Regions from separate parts of the Macaca mulatta genome. Here region 1 is linked to region 2. A link is a contact called in public Hi-C data. All regions are on one chromosome and are shown on one strand. Each heading gives the region's core, a stretch centred on a gene start, on an enhancer-like site or on the middle of the called end of the contact. The rest is flanking DNA. Distances are from core to core; before and after follow the strand shown. Region 1 overlaps LOC106999500. Region 2 has its middle 69 kb from the start of IRF2BPL.

What was found. Hi-C and Micro-C count contacts between places; a contact is called where the count stands out from the background.
Region 1: a contact with region 2 is called in a Hi-C map of blood, with 2.9 times the contacts expected there. The contact joins two enhancer-like sites. A contact is called at or near these places in 4 of 14 Hi-C or Micro-C datasets (CD4 T cells, blood, fetal cortex germinal zone and 1 more).

What each region holds. Positions count from the first base shown.
Region 1 is chr7:150,246,266-150,252,677 of T2T-MMU8v2.0, reverse strand. It overlaps LOC106999500, which reads left to right. Exons shown (of 6, transcript XM_077938824.1): 6 at 1-235. Among named protein-coding and RNA genes, the nearest start is that of IRF2BPL, 9.8 kb to the right of the region's middle. Within about 2 kb of position 1,322, at least 35 of the 40 cell types and tissues checked have an H3K27ac peak or open chromatin away from gene starts, as enhancers often do. A contact at or near this core is called in CD4 T cells and blood, where this site is marked.
Region 2 is chr7:150,167,285-150,173,461 of T2T-MMU8v2.0, reverse strand. No RefSeq gene overlaps it. Among named protein-coding and RNA genes, the nearest start is that of IRF2BPL, 69 kb to the left of the region's middle. Within about 2 kb of position 1,956, at least 22 of the 40 cell types and tissues checked have an H3K27ac peak or open chromatin away from gene starts, as enhancers often do. A contact at or near this core is called in CD4 T cells and blood, where this site is marked.

The sequences.
Region 1 (6,412 bases), core at 73-2,572, 80 kb before region 2:
CATGTTCATTCTAAAGGCCGCGGTTCCAAGGGGACTACACCACAAGAAGATGCCTTCAGAAAGACCCAGATTTCCTGCGGTCTCAGGTAGGCGGCAGGGAGCAAGAGAACAAGGAAAGGACCCGGCGCCACTCTCCTCAAGATGGATGCTGCATGATGTAAGTGGCTGGCTAAAATATCTGGCATCCTTGCAGTTTTAAGTTGCCAGCTAAATATTATTAAAAAGATAAAATACACGCAAACTGTGCAGAATGCAGGGCTGCTGTGTTTACATCCGGGTTTTGATGACTCAAATACTTACACTAGGGCTTGCTGAAAAGCTCTATTAAAAACACCGCTTTGTGAAAGCCCCCAGGGAGCAGGAAGAAAGCTGGGGGTGTGAAAGAGGAGAGCGGGAGGATGGTGACCCACCCAAGGACGGCCCTGAGACCTGTGCTCCGGGCTGGCACTTAAGGCCAAGGAAGTGCTTAGAGGTTAACCTCCTCTCAGCCTCGGAACCAGAGCGGGGAGGGTTAACCTTTTTCCAGAACATTTATTTCACCATCTCACTGACTAGAGGGAGGAGGGGCGGGAGGGAGAGAGCGAGAGCCTGCCGCGCAGAGAGGCTGCGGATCACAAGGCCATTCTGATAGCCTCCTGTCCCCATGGCAACTGCAACGGCATTTATCAGTTCCTTCTGCGCACAGGCACAGCAAATCTGCATTGCACATGGCAGGCTTCCAGCATTTCAAATGAAAGAGCACTTTGAACGGCTGCCAAGTTTGGAAGGAGCAGAACTGTCAGGGCTGCTTAAAGCTGGCAGTTTATACTGGGGAGGTTTTCGCTTCCCAGAATCCTCCGGGCCTGGCGAGCCGCCAAGTACTTAGCGGAAGCTAAAAAGTAACTCGCTCCCCTCCCTCCCCTCCCCTCCCCCTGCTCACGCTCCCCCTCCACACTATTCACCGCAGTGCTCTCAAAATTTTCCACATGTCCTGTGTCACCAGTGCAGACTGTACAATGAAAACCAGAACGCCGGCTGCCCACGACCAGGCTTTTATTAATAAATAACGCAGGGAGGGGGAGGAGGGGTTGGGATCAGACACTGACAGCTGGGGCACCGGGTCTCCGCGTACCTGCCAAAACCCCATAACCACTGGGTGTGAACGCGTGTGGTGTGTGTGCCTTTCAGCCTTAAAAATACATTAATAAAAATAAAAATAAAAATAAAGGGAGCCTCAGAGCTGTAGACACTTGAGTACCGGGGGAGGAGGGGTGGGTTTCGGTTGGATGGTTTGGCGCTTTATTTAGGGTAGGAATGGAGGTCTTGCAGGCAGCGTTGTTCAGATTCAGCCTTTCTAAGATCTGTAGGGAAGAGGGTTGTTATTGAGAGCTGAGCCTGTTTCTGGAGCTTTCCTTGAATCTCTCAGATGTCATGGTGAAAGCTCTGAGGCCACCGATGGGGAGTGAGTTCGGAGATGGTTTTCAATGCAAAGTTTACCAGATAACTTCTGACCGTCACGCACAGCCCAGAGCACAAGGGCTTCTGCGGGCAGAAAGTGGAAATTGGCACAGTATTCACTGTACTTTTTTTTTTTTTTTTTTTTTAATGAAAATCTACACTGAGATCAAGGGCTTGGGCTTTATTTTCCAGCACAAATAGAATGAAAATTGTCTGCCGCTTAGGCGGTTGGATAGAGTTCAGGAAAACTATGTCTGGCATTAATTCCAAAGTGGAGGTTTTGGTTCAAGCGAGGCCCATTAATTTCAGTAAACTGTTTTCACTAGTCCAGACCCTGCTGTGCAAGGACTATTTATTACCTTTTGCTAACCTGATGTCTGCAGAGTTGTAAAGCAAAGGGGGAAAAATCCAGGGTGAAGATATCTATATTTTGCATCAAATGGGTTTTGCACTTCCCTTTGGGGGCCGTGTTTTATGGGGAGTTTTCTATCCCTGGCTTTTCTTTATCAGTGCCAATTAAAAAAAAAAAAAAAAAAAAACTCCATCTTGCAATGAATTAGGAAAAAAAAAAAATCCTGATGGAGAGGAGTCTGGTAAGAGCAAATACCCATCTCCCGCCTCCTTCAGAAGGGCACCTCCCAGCCACAGGGATGTTTCGTGTCCCTGTCTTCAGCTCCCAGGCTGCAGGTCCACTGCAAAGCCCTGACATGATTCACCCTGACGATCGGGTCTAAAATACACCAAGACAGTCAATTTTGGCATTTGTTCTCCCTTAGGAATTTTACTAGCTGCCTTAGAAAAGCACATAAATTACTTCCCCCTCCCTCTCTTTTTTCCGTGCCTCCTCTCTTCATCCCTGCCCCCTACAAGTCCATCTTGATGTCATTTCAAAGAGAAGGATGAAAAGGGGGGATTTGTCAGGCAGTCCGGTTTGAGTGTGTCTTGCCAAGCCCCAACGCGCGCGCGTGCACGCGCGCGCGCACAGACACACACCAGCTGAAAATGCTAATCAGAATTAAAAGCCAGTGAGTACTATTAAAGCATCAAACATGAAGACCTAGAGAAGGAGGAAGGTAATTGGGGGTGGGGGTAGAGGGAGTGGGAATGAAGTAGAATTCCGTCCTCTGCACTGACTTACTAAAATAAAGGCGGGGAGAGGTAGCGGTAACCCCGATTTGGTCACCTTGTCAAATTTATTGGTCTTTCCTTTTAACTACCCCCCCAACCCCACATCTCCCCACCTCCCTACCCCCAACGCCTCACCCCGCCCCAACACAGTCAAGTTTTGTGCCATTCCCAAGTGTGATTAATCTCTGGCAGAGGCCAGAAACAGGAGTAGGTTTCTTGGCTGCCCGTTCTGATAAACAATCTGTTCTTGGGAAGAGTAGGTGAAGGGGACTGGAGGGGGAAGTGGGGGCGGTAATCTGCGGGCATGATGTGGGGTGGGGGTAGGAGAAGGAAGAAAGGAGAGGGCAGCCTCCAGGCCGGCCCCAGCTAACCCTAGTAGAGGCCCGCCTTCCCGGAAAATGCAAGTGCCCCTCCTTGGGGTGCGTGGTCTGGGGGTGGGTCAGGTTTCCTGCCCTTAAAAATGTGAGCAGACAGTAGATCCTTTCTTGCTTGTCACTTCACAACGTCCAGCGAACGTCGGAGGGACACCAAAGGCCCAGGGAGAGGGAAGGAAGGGGAGGGGAGGAGAGAGAAGCCCGCGCATCTCTAGGTTTCGAACCCATTTCAAACGCTCTGGGCGTTGCAAACCAGGTGTGCTTGTGCACACAGATTGCTTGTCCCAAAAGGAAACCGAGGCAGCCACGGGGGAGGCTGGGTAGGGATGGTGGTGGTAAGAAGTATTTTAAAGCGGAACAAGGAAAGCCAGAAGATGTTTAAAACAAAAGGAGAGACTATTCTGCAGAGTCGGAGGTCGCTGGGATGGAAACTGTAGGCAAGAAAGCTGGCTGTGGATTTTGCAGTGGGTTTATTGTGTGGGCAACCAGGCAGAAAGCGGGAATATGAAAAAGTGGGGAGGGGGAGAGTTGGCACGAAAGGAAAATCAGTGCCTAGAAGGCTGTGCACGCTGAAAATGTCACCAAGGAGAGGGCAGCAGCACTGAATAAAAGATGAATAATCGGCTACCTTTTGGAAAAAGCAATGTAAAAATATTAATAAAGACGAGAAGCCCGCTTCTTCTTAGCCTGAAAAGCAAATCCATTTCTCACCTCCTGCCTCTCCTCCCCATCCCAACACACACAAAACACACACATACACATAGCTCTTTTTTTTTTTTTTTTTTTTTTTGAGACGGAGTCTTGCTCTGTCGCCCAGGCTGGGATGCAGTGGCCGGATCTCAGCTCACTGCAAGCTCCACCTCCCGGGTTTACGCCATTCTCCTGCCTCAGCCTCCTGAGTAGCTGGGACTACAGGCACCCGCCACCTCGCCCGGCTAGTTTTTTGTATTTTTTAGTAGAGATGGGGTTTCACCGTGTTAGCCAGGATGGTCTCCATCTCCTGACCTCGTGATCCACCCGTCTCGGCCTCCCAAAGTGCTGGGATTACAGGCTTGAGCCACCGCGCCCGGCCAATACACACAGCTCTTGTCTGCCCTGCATCCAAGAAGCCTCTGCTAGGCTCGCTTTCCTTTGGATTTAATTACTTGAAAATGCTGAACAAAAACCTGTAATTACACCCTTAGTCCCTGCCACTCAGGCCCAGTACGCTTCCTGCCTAGTTTTGTGTTTTAAAGAAGAGGTCATTGCCTCTTTTCTTTCCAAATTGGCCAAAAAAAAAAAAAAAAAAAAGTTAAAGCCCCAAATAAATCCAACTGCTCCCAGCTTCACTGCCACCACCAGGGATGTGGGGAGGGGATATCCTTGTCTCTCTAGGAGAGATGAGAAAAAAACAGCCTAACCTTACTATTGTCTTCCTCCAGCTCTTAGGCCTAGAGCCTGTCATTGCTTGTTTGTCAGCCCAGAAGGACTCGGACATGCTAGATTGGTCCCCCAGGAAGAGGCCCTCCAAGGGCAAGATGAAGAGAGTGGACAGGGCTTAGCGGCAGGCCTGGCTTTCCACCTATTTTACCTCGAAGGGCTTAGCGCTGGAAAAAAGATTTGTCACAGTGTCTCGCCTTTCTACAGCCCTAGGCATTAACATACAGAATTTCATAGCAAACCCCCGAAGTAGGGGAACAGGTTTTAATATCAACCTTTGACAGGTGAAGAAATGGAGTCCCAGAGAGAATAAATAGATTGCTCTAAGTCAGTCATGTGGCTGGTGGGAGTGTTGAACAAGCTCTGCCTCTTATGACTTTTGGGCTATTGCATCAGGAAAGTAGGACACCTAGGAGGAAATGGAAGCTTCTAGATTCTGGGCTAGAGCCAGTCTGGCTCGGTTCATCTGGCACTGAGATAGAAAGTGCTCCCTAAATAAATAGTTGAGTAACTGAATGAATGGTAAATGGAAGGGCACTGGTTAAGGAGTTGGGGAACAGAAACCCACCAGGCCGTCTGGTAGCCAAGTTTCAGCTTCAAAACAAAATGTAAGTACTGAGAATAGTTTCACACCAGGGACCTATCAAGCTTACTCTTCTGTGTATGGCCAGAGAGGGAGTTCAGGTTAAAATATGGTGGTCCTCTAGATGTGTTGGAGGGGTCCCTTTGTTTCCTGGCTTTCTTGCTCCAATGATGCCTAGGCCAGGTTTGATGTCAGGGCTATACACCTACCCTTGGCTAGAAGTGCTTTTTTTTTCTCTCTAAGAGATGAAGGCTGGGTGCAGTGGCTCACGCCTGTAATCCCAGCACTTTGGGAGGCTGAGGTGGGCAGATCACCTGAGGTCTGGAGTTCGAGACTAGTCTGGCCAACATGGTGAAACCCCATGAAACAATATATGCAAAAATCAGCTGGGCATGCTGGCAGGCGTCTGTAATCCCAGCTACTTGGGAGGCTGAGACAGGAGAATCGCTTGAACCCAGGAGGTGGAGGTTGCAGTGAGCTGAGATCACGCCACTGCACCCCAGCCTGGGCAATAGAGTGAGACTCTGTCTCAAAAAAAAAAAAAAAAAAAAAGGGTCTTGCTCTGTCACCCAGGGTGGAATGGTGGAATGCAGTGGTGTAATCATAGTTCACTGCAGTCTCGAACTACTCCTGGGCTCAAGTGATCCTCTCACCTCAGCCTCCCAAGTAGCTGGGACTATAGGTGTGCACAACTGCACTGCACCTGGTGGCCAGAAGTGCTTTGAGGACTGTAGCCTGCCACAGTCAAGTGGCCCCCAGCCTAAGAACAGGACAGTACATATTGGGGGAGTGTCTACACAGCTGGTGTGACCCGTATAAGGTGGCGCACATTACTTGTGTGATATGACTTTTGGGTATGAGAAGAGGCTCCTTCCACTATAAAATGCACTCTCTTCATTTTCCTCCTTCCTCTTTATTTTTCAACCTGGGGTCTTTCTCAGGAGTGCACGTTTAAAATGCTGCTGTCCTCAGTAAATTCCTAAATGCTTCAGTGAGTTCTAGAACTTCAGATTTTCCTCCATCACCTCTGCCAAGGACCAGGATATAGAAAAGGCAGGAAGAGACCCGGTGTCGTGGTAATCTCTGTACTTTGGGAGGCTGAGGTGGGAGAACTGCCTGAGCCCTGAAGAGACAAGCCTGGGCAACATAGTGAGATCCCTGTGTCTACAAAAAATAAAAAGCTTAGCTGGGTATGGGGTGGCGCATGCCTGTAGTCCCAGCTACTCTGGAGGCTGAGGTGGGAGGATCACTTGAGCTTCGAAGGTGAAAGCTGCAGTAAGCTGAGATCGTACCAGTGCACTCCAGCATGGGTGAAGCGTGGTTGCTCATGCCTGTAATGCCAGCACTTTGGGAGGCCCAAGCAGGTGAATTGCTTGAGTCCAGGAGTTTGAGACCAGCCTGGGCAACATGGCAAAACCCCATCTTTTTTTTATATACTAAAAATTAAAAAATAAAAAATTAGCTGGGCGTG
Region 2 (6,177 bases), core at 707-3,206:
GGCAGACACAGGAGGATCACCTGATCCCAGGAGTTCAAGACCAGCCTTGGCAACATAGCAAGACCCTGTCTCTACAAAAAAAATCAAAAAATTAGCTGGGCGTGGTGGTGTGCACCTGTAGTCCCAGTTACTCAGGAGGCTGAAGGGGGGAGAATCTTTTGAGCCCACGAAGTCGAAGCTGCAGTGAGCTATGATCGTGCCACTGAACTCCAGCCTAGGTGGCAGAGACAGACCCTGTCTCTAAAAAAAAAAAAAAAGAAAAATCATTTACCAGGGACACAGATGAGGCTGCTCTGGAGGTAGCGGCTGGCGTGGAAATGTGTTCCTCCTCCTGGGCCCTCGCTCTGCCTGCGGGTCTCAGGCAGTGTGTGGTCTGGGGAAGGGCAGGGCAGGGCAGAGCAGCTCCTGAGCCCCTTGTCTGTGATTTCCTTCCTGACTTCCTTGGCTGCCCAAGGCAGCACTAAATCAGGTCACCGCTTGTCTCTCCTCACAGTAGCTGTCATGCAAACAGCTCCTGCCCAGCTCCCAATCCAGGTCACCATCTCCCCACCCGCTCCCTTCTCTGGCAGCCCAGGAAAGGGCTTCTTGGTGCTTTTGTTCTTAAGTGGCCATTTATTAGACCCTGGCTGTGTGCCTGACACTGGGCCTATTGCTTTAAGTAGAAATAACAGGCACCGTTTGCTGCATGTGATATGCCAGACCCCATCATGAAATTATCCTCTTTTAAGGAGATATGATCACCTCTAATTATAAGGGCCGAAACTGAGGCTCAGGAAAGGTATCTCATTTAAGGTCGCTGTGCAAGTGCAGAGCCTAGGCTGAGACCTAGATGTGGCTGATTCCAGAGCCTGTGCTTTCAGTCCCTGAAGTCCCATGTTAGGGGACTGGTGGCAGAGGGTGGAGTGGGAGCCAGGGGTGCCAGGGGAAGGAAGGTGTGCCACTTTGGCCTCAGAAACCCCAGGGTCACTCCAGGAGACAAGGTGAAGTCTGAGGGGAGGAGGCCGGGGCTGACACACACATGACAGGCCCACAGGCCCAACACAGGCGCCCACAGACAGGGACAAAGACCCACCAGACAGGCGCAGGGATCAACATGCAGTAAGACACACACAGACTCAGCCATACACAACAGACAGGCACAGCCGCGAAAATATACACCGGTGATGGACAGGCATCAGACATACATACAGACCCTGCCACACCCGCACACACCCACACCACACACCCCTGCTGGAGTGAGGGAAGGAAGAGCCGCTGCCTCATTTCCGGGCCTCCTCCTCCAAAGCGGAGGGAAAAGCCTTCTCCAGAAGTGCTGAGTCAGCAGCGGGTGACAAATGAGCCTCCGGGCGGCGGGAACGGGCGCGAGCACTTAGCATGCAGAGCGCGTTCGTGGCAGCGCCAGCCCCGGCCCGCGGCGGGCGAGGGGGCAGGGCGCAGCGGCCGGCTGCCCGCTCGGGGGAGGCCCGGGGGAGGAAGTGACTCGCTTTGACTTTGCAAACGCCCGACTTTGCAGCCCAAGGTCACGCAGCAGGCGCCGCCAGCCGTCTTCCTGCAGGGAGGCGGGGTGGGCTTTGGCTGGCGCTGGGCGGCAGCCGGGCCAGGCCGGGGAGGGGCTGGACGCGGGGAGAGGAGGGGAGCAAGAGGAGGGGGTGGCCCTCCCAGTGTGGCAGGACTCCGCAAGAACAGACAATGGAACTGCCAGGAGAGGTCCCTGAGCGCGAGGGCCGTCTCAGAAATGCCCAGGGCCGGCCCAGGGGCTGAGCCTGGCTGGAGCTGATCCCTGGGGTTCTTCTTCCGCTCGCCCAAAAGCCCCCACTGGAATCTAGTCAAAGGGCACCTCGCAGCACGCCTGGGTTGCTGCAGCCGCCCCAGGCAGACTTCTTCCCTCCTGCCCCTCTAATTTATTCTTCACGGAGCAGCCAGTGAGGTCTTTTCAAAACATCAATCACATCATTTCCTGTGATGGCTTCCCTCTGCCCTTAGAATAAATCCAGCCCTTCATTGCGGGTAACTATCTCCGGCATGAGCCGCTCTTGATTGTGAAAGGATGAGCTATTAAAAACGACACCAGGAGGACATGCCTGAACTGGGACTGTCCCAGCACCAGGCTCCACTTCTAGCCTGTCCCCACTGCAGCGCTTCTGCCTACACCCCCTTATTTGCATGGCCGGCCCAGGTCTCAGAATGAATGTCAATGTCGCCTCCGCAGAGACCTTCCCTTGCCATCCACCTGCACAGGCCTCTGCTCCTTAGGCAGTTACACTGCTTTATTTCCTTCATAGCATTTACCACCTTCTGGTTTTACCTTCTTTGTTTGTTTGCTTCTCTTTTGTCTATTTACCTCCTTCAACAAAAGCTTGAGGGCGGAGACTTTCTCGGTTTTGTTTGGTTCTGCTGTATCCCCAGTACCTGGAAGAGTGTATGGGACATAGTTGGTGCTCAGTAACATTAAATACAGGAATGAATGCACCAATGGGTGGCAGCCCTGAAAGTGAACGAAGTCCTGGGAGGACAGCCTCAGGGACACACCACAAGGAGAGGGGCAGGGCCTGCCTGTGCGGGGGTGTTCGTTTGCAGGATCTATGGATAAGAGCTGCAGGGGCTTTGGGAGGCTGAGTGGGTGGATCACCTTAGGTCAGGAGTTCGAAACCAGCCTGGCCAACATGGTGAAACCTCGTCTGTACTAAAAATACAAAATTTAGCCAGGCGTGGTGGCGGGCGCCTGTAATCCCAGCTACTCAGGAGGCTGAGGCAAGAGAATCACTTGAACCGGGGAGGTGGAGGTTGCAGTCAGCTGAGATCATGCCATTGCACTGCAGCCTGGGCAACAGAGGGAGACTCAGCCTCAAAAAAAAAAAAAAAAAAAAAAGCTGCAGGGGCTTCTGACCCCTGAAAGCAGCAGGAAGGCTTTAGAGAAATCCTGATCAAGCTTGAGAATCTCTGCCCTCTCCGTTGCTAGCTCTGTCTTTAGGCAATATTTACTATCTGGAAGGTAAGAATGAACACAACTTCTCCAGGGTTGTCGACAGCTCCTGGTCCTCTCCCAGATGTCACCTCCTCTCCTTGCCAGCTCCTAGGACACACTTGGCTTTACTGGGAAATCCAGGAGTGAATTCCCTTCCTTTGTGAGTGTTGGACTGTTACAGGGGGCTGTGATGGAGGTGTCAGCTGTGTTTCCACTCTGGGTCCTGCCAGGGTTGCCTCAGTTTCTTCCTGGATGGACAGAGATTGAGCAGGGCTCTGCTGCTCTGAGGTGAACCTCCGGGAACAGGGAGGAAATCTGTCAAAATACAAAACCTACAAAATGTTCTTGCCCTGGCTCTCTGGCTTCAGTTGACTCCCAGCCTGGAGGACATTTTTTTTTGCATTTGTTTTTTAATTCCTGTCTTCCCTATCCCCGCCCCAGAGTGAGGATCCGGTAAGATAATAACCATGATAGTGCTTTGAAAGTATCCCTGGCAGGCCGAGTAAGTGGTGAGTCACACCTGTAATCCCAGCACTTTGGGAGTCTGAGGCAGGAGGGTCGCTTGAGACCAGGAGTGTGAGACTAGACTAGGCAATATAGTGAGACTCCATCTCTACAGAAAATTTTAAAAATTAGCTACTGGGGAGGCTAAGGTGGGAGGATTGCTTGAGTCTGGGAGGTGGAGGTTGCAGTGAGCTGAGATTGCACCACTGCATTCCAACCTGGGTGACAGAGTGAGACCCTGTCTCAAAAATAAAAAATAAAATAAAAATAAATAAATGAATGAATGAATAAATAAATAAAGGTATTCCTGGCTGAGGAATATAAGGGACTCTCACTATTACTATTTATCTGCTGAGATTTACTCACATGGATATGGGGCACAGAGGCTGTTGAGCCACCTTTCTCCCATGTTCAGGAGGCCTCCCAGGTGCCAGTTTTTCTTTTTTCTTTTTTTTAAGACGGAGTTTTGCTCTTGTTGCCCAGGCTGGAGTACAATGGTGCGATCTCAGCTCACTGCAACCTCTGCCTCTTGAGTTCAAGCGATTCTCCTGCCTCTGTCTCCTGAAAGTAGCTGTGATTACAGGCACCTCCTCCCATGGCCAGCTAATTTTTGTATTTTTAGTTGAGACAAGGTTTCACTATGTTGGCTACGCTAGTGTCAAACTCCTGACCTCTGGTGATCCATTCACCCCCGGCCTCCCAAAGTGCTGGGATTACAGGCTTGAGCCACTGGCCGAGCCAGTTTTTCTGACTCCTAACTCCGATCTCTGTGAGCTGGGCCTGCCGGTTCTGCTTCTGTGGCGAAAAGAGAAAGTGAAAGTGGCCCGGTGGAAGAGGCAACTCTGGGAGTTCAGGGCCTGCTGGCGGCCTTCGGAGAGATCCCAGCAAGAAAGGGCAGCTCCTCTGCCCCACCCCAGGCCCCTGCCCTGAGCTGCCCGCGCAGCCTTGGCCTGCCCTGTGGCTTGGCTCCTTCCTGCCACAGCCCTGGGCAGAACAGGCTGCCTGGGCAGCGGGAGAGTGGCCTGAGGCCACTGTTCCTGGTCTTCTGTCCTGACTCACCCTTCCCAAGTGGGTGAGAGGAGGGGAGGGAGGGTGTGGCAGCCAGGAGCTGTCCCCGGTGGGATGGGCTAGAAGCTGGAATGGCTGGGCCCTTGGGTCAGGATGCCACAGGGTTTCCCAGTGATATCACTGGGAGGCCCAAGGTATGGGTGTGGGCTGAGCAAAGTTAAAGGAACAAGATAATGCCATCAGCCGGCCTCTAGCACTAAGCTAACCTCAGGCCAGGTGCCCTGCCAGGTGCTTTATCCACCTAGAAAACTTAGGGGTGCCTCAAAATCACAAGCTTCTGAAAAATACCTATGCCACTGGCCCTGTCCCATTACTCCATTTATTCAAATGTATATGTCTTTTTAAGAAACGGGGGCTGGGCGCGGTGGCTCAAGCCTGTAATCCCAGCACTTTGGGAGGCCAAGACGGGCGGATCACGAGGTCAGGAGATCGAGACCATCCTGGCTAACACGGTGAAACACCGTCTCTACTAAAAAAATACAAAAAGCTAGCCGGGCGAGGTGGCGGGCGTCTGTAGTCCCAGCTACTCGGGAGGCTGAGGCAGGAGAATGGTGGGAACCCGGGAGGCGGAGCTTGCAGTGAGCTGAGATCCGGCCACTGCACTCCAGCCTGGGCGACACAGCGAGACTCCGTCTCAAAAAAAAAAAAAAAAAAAAAAAAAGAAACAGGGCCTCCCTTGGTCACTGCCCTACAGGCTGGAGTGCAGCGGCACAATCATAGCTCACTATAACCTCAAACTACTGGGCCCAAGTGATCCTCTCGCTGCAGCCTCGTGAGTAGCTGGGACTATAGGCACGATACCCAGCCCGTTTTTTTTTTTTTTTTTTTTTTCTTGTGAAGGGATCTCACCATGTTGCCCAGGCTAGTCTCAAACTCCTGGTCTCAAGCAATTCTCCCACCTCAGCCTCCCAAAGTGTTGGAATTACAAGCATGAGCCACCACGCCCAGTCTCAAACAAATATTTTTTGAGTGCCCATGGTGCATCAGGCCCTGTCTAGACACAAGGACATAGCCATGAAAACAGTTTGTTTGTTTGTTTGTTTTTGAGTCGGAGTCTCGCTCTGTTGCTCAGGCTGGAGTGCTGTAGTGAGATCTTGGCTCACTGCAATCTCCGCCTGGCAGGTTCAAGTGATCCTCCTGCTTCAGCCTCCCAAGTAGCTGGGACTACAGGCGTGTGCCACCATGCCCAGCTAATTTTCTTGTATCTTCAGTAGAGACGGGGTTTTACCATGTTGGCCAGGCTGGTCTTGAACTCCTGACCTCAAGTGATCCACCCATCTTGACCTCCCAAAGTGCTGGGATTACAGGCGTGAGCCACTGCGCCCAGCCGGAAACAGATTTTTTTCCCTGTCCTCATAGAGCTTACATTCCATTGGAGGCAGAGTTAATAACCAAAATACGTGAAAGTTTTAGTACATAAGATGGTGACATGTGCTATGGAGAAAACTACAGAAGGGAAGGAGGATAAGGGTGCTGGAGTTGGGATGGGCTTGTAATTTTAAGAAGGAAGGTTGGAAAAAACTTGCTGAGAGGGTAGCACTGATTCTAATTTATTATCTCTTCAATACTCACAAAAAGCCAAGGCACAGTGGCTCATGCCTATAATCCCAACATTTTAGGAGGCTGAGGCGGGAGGATTG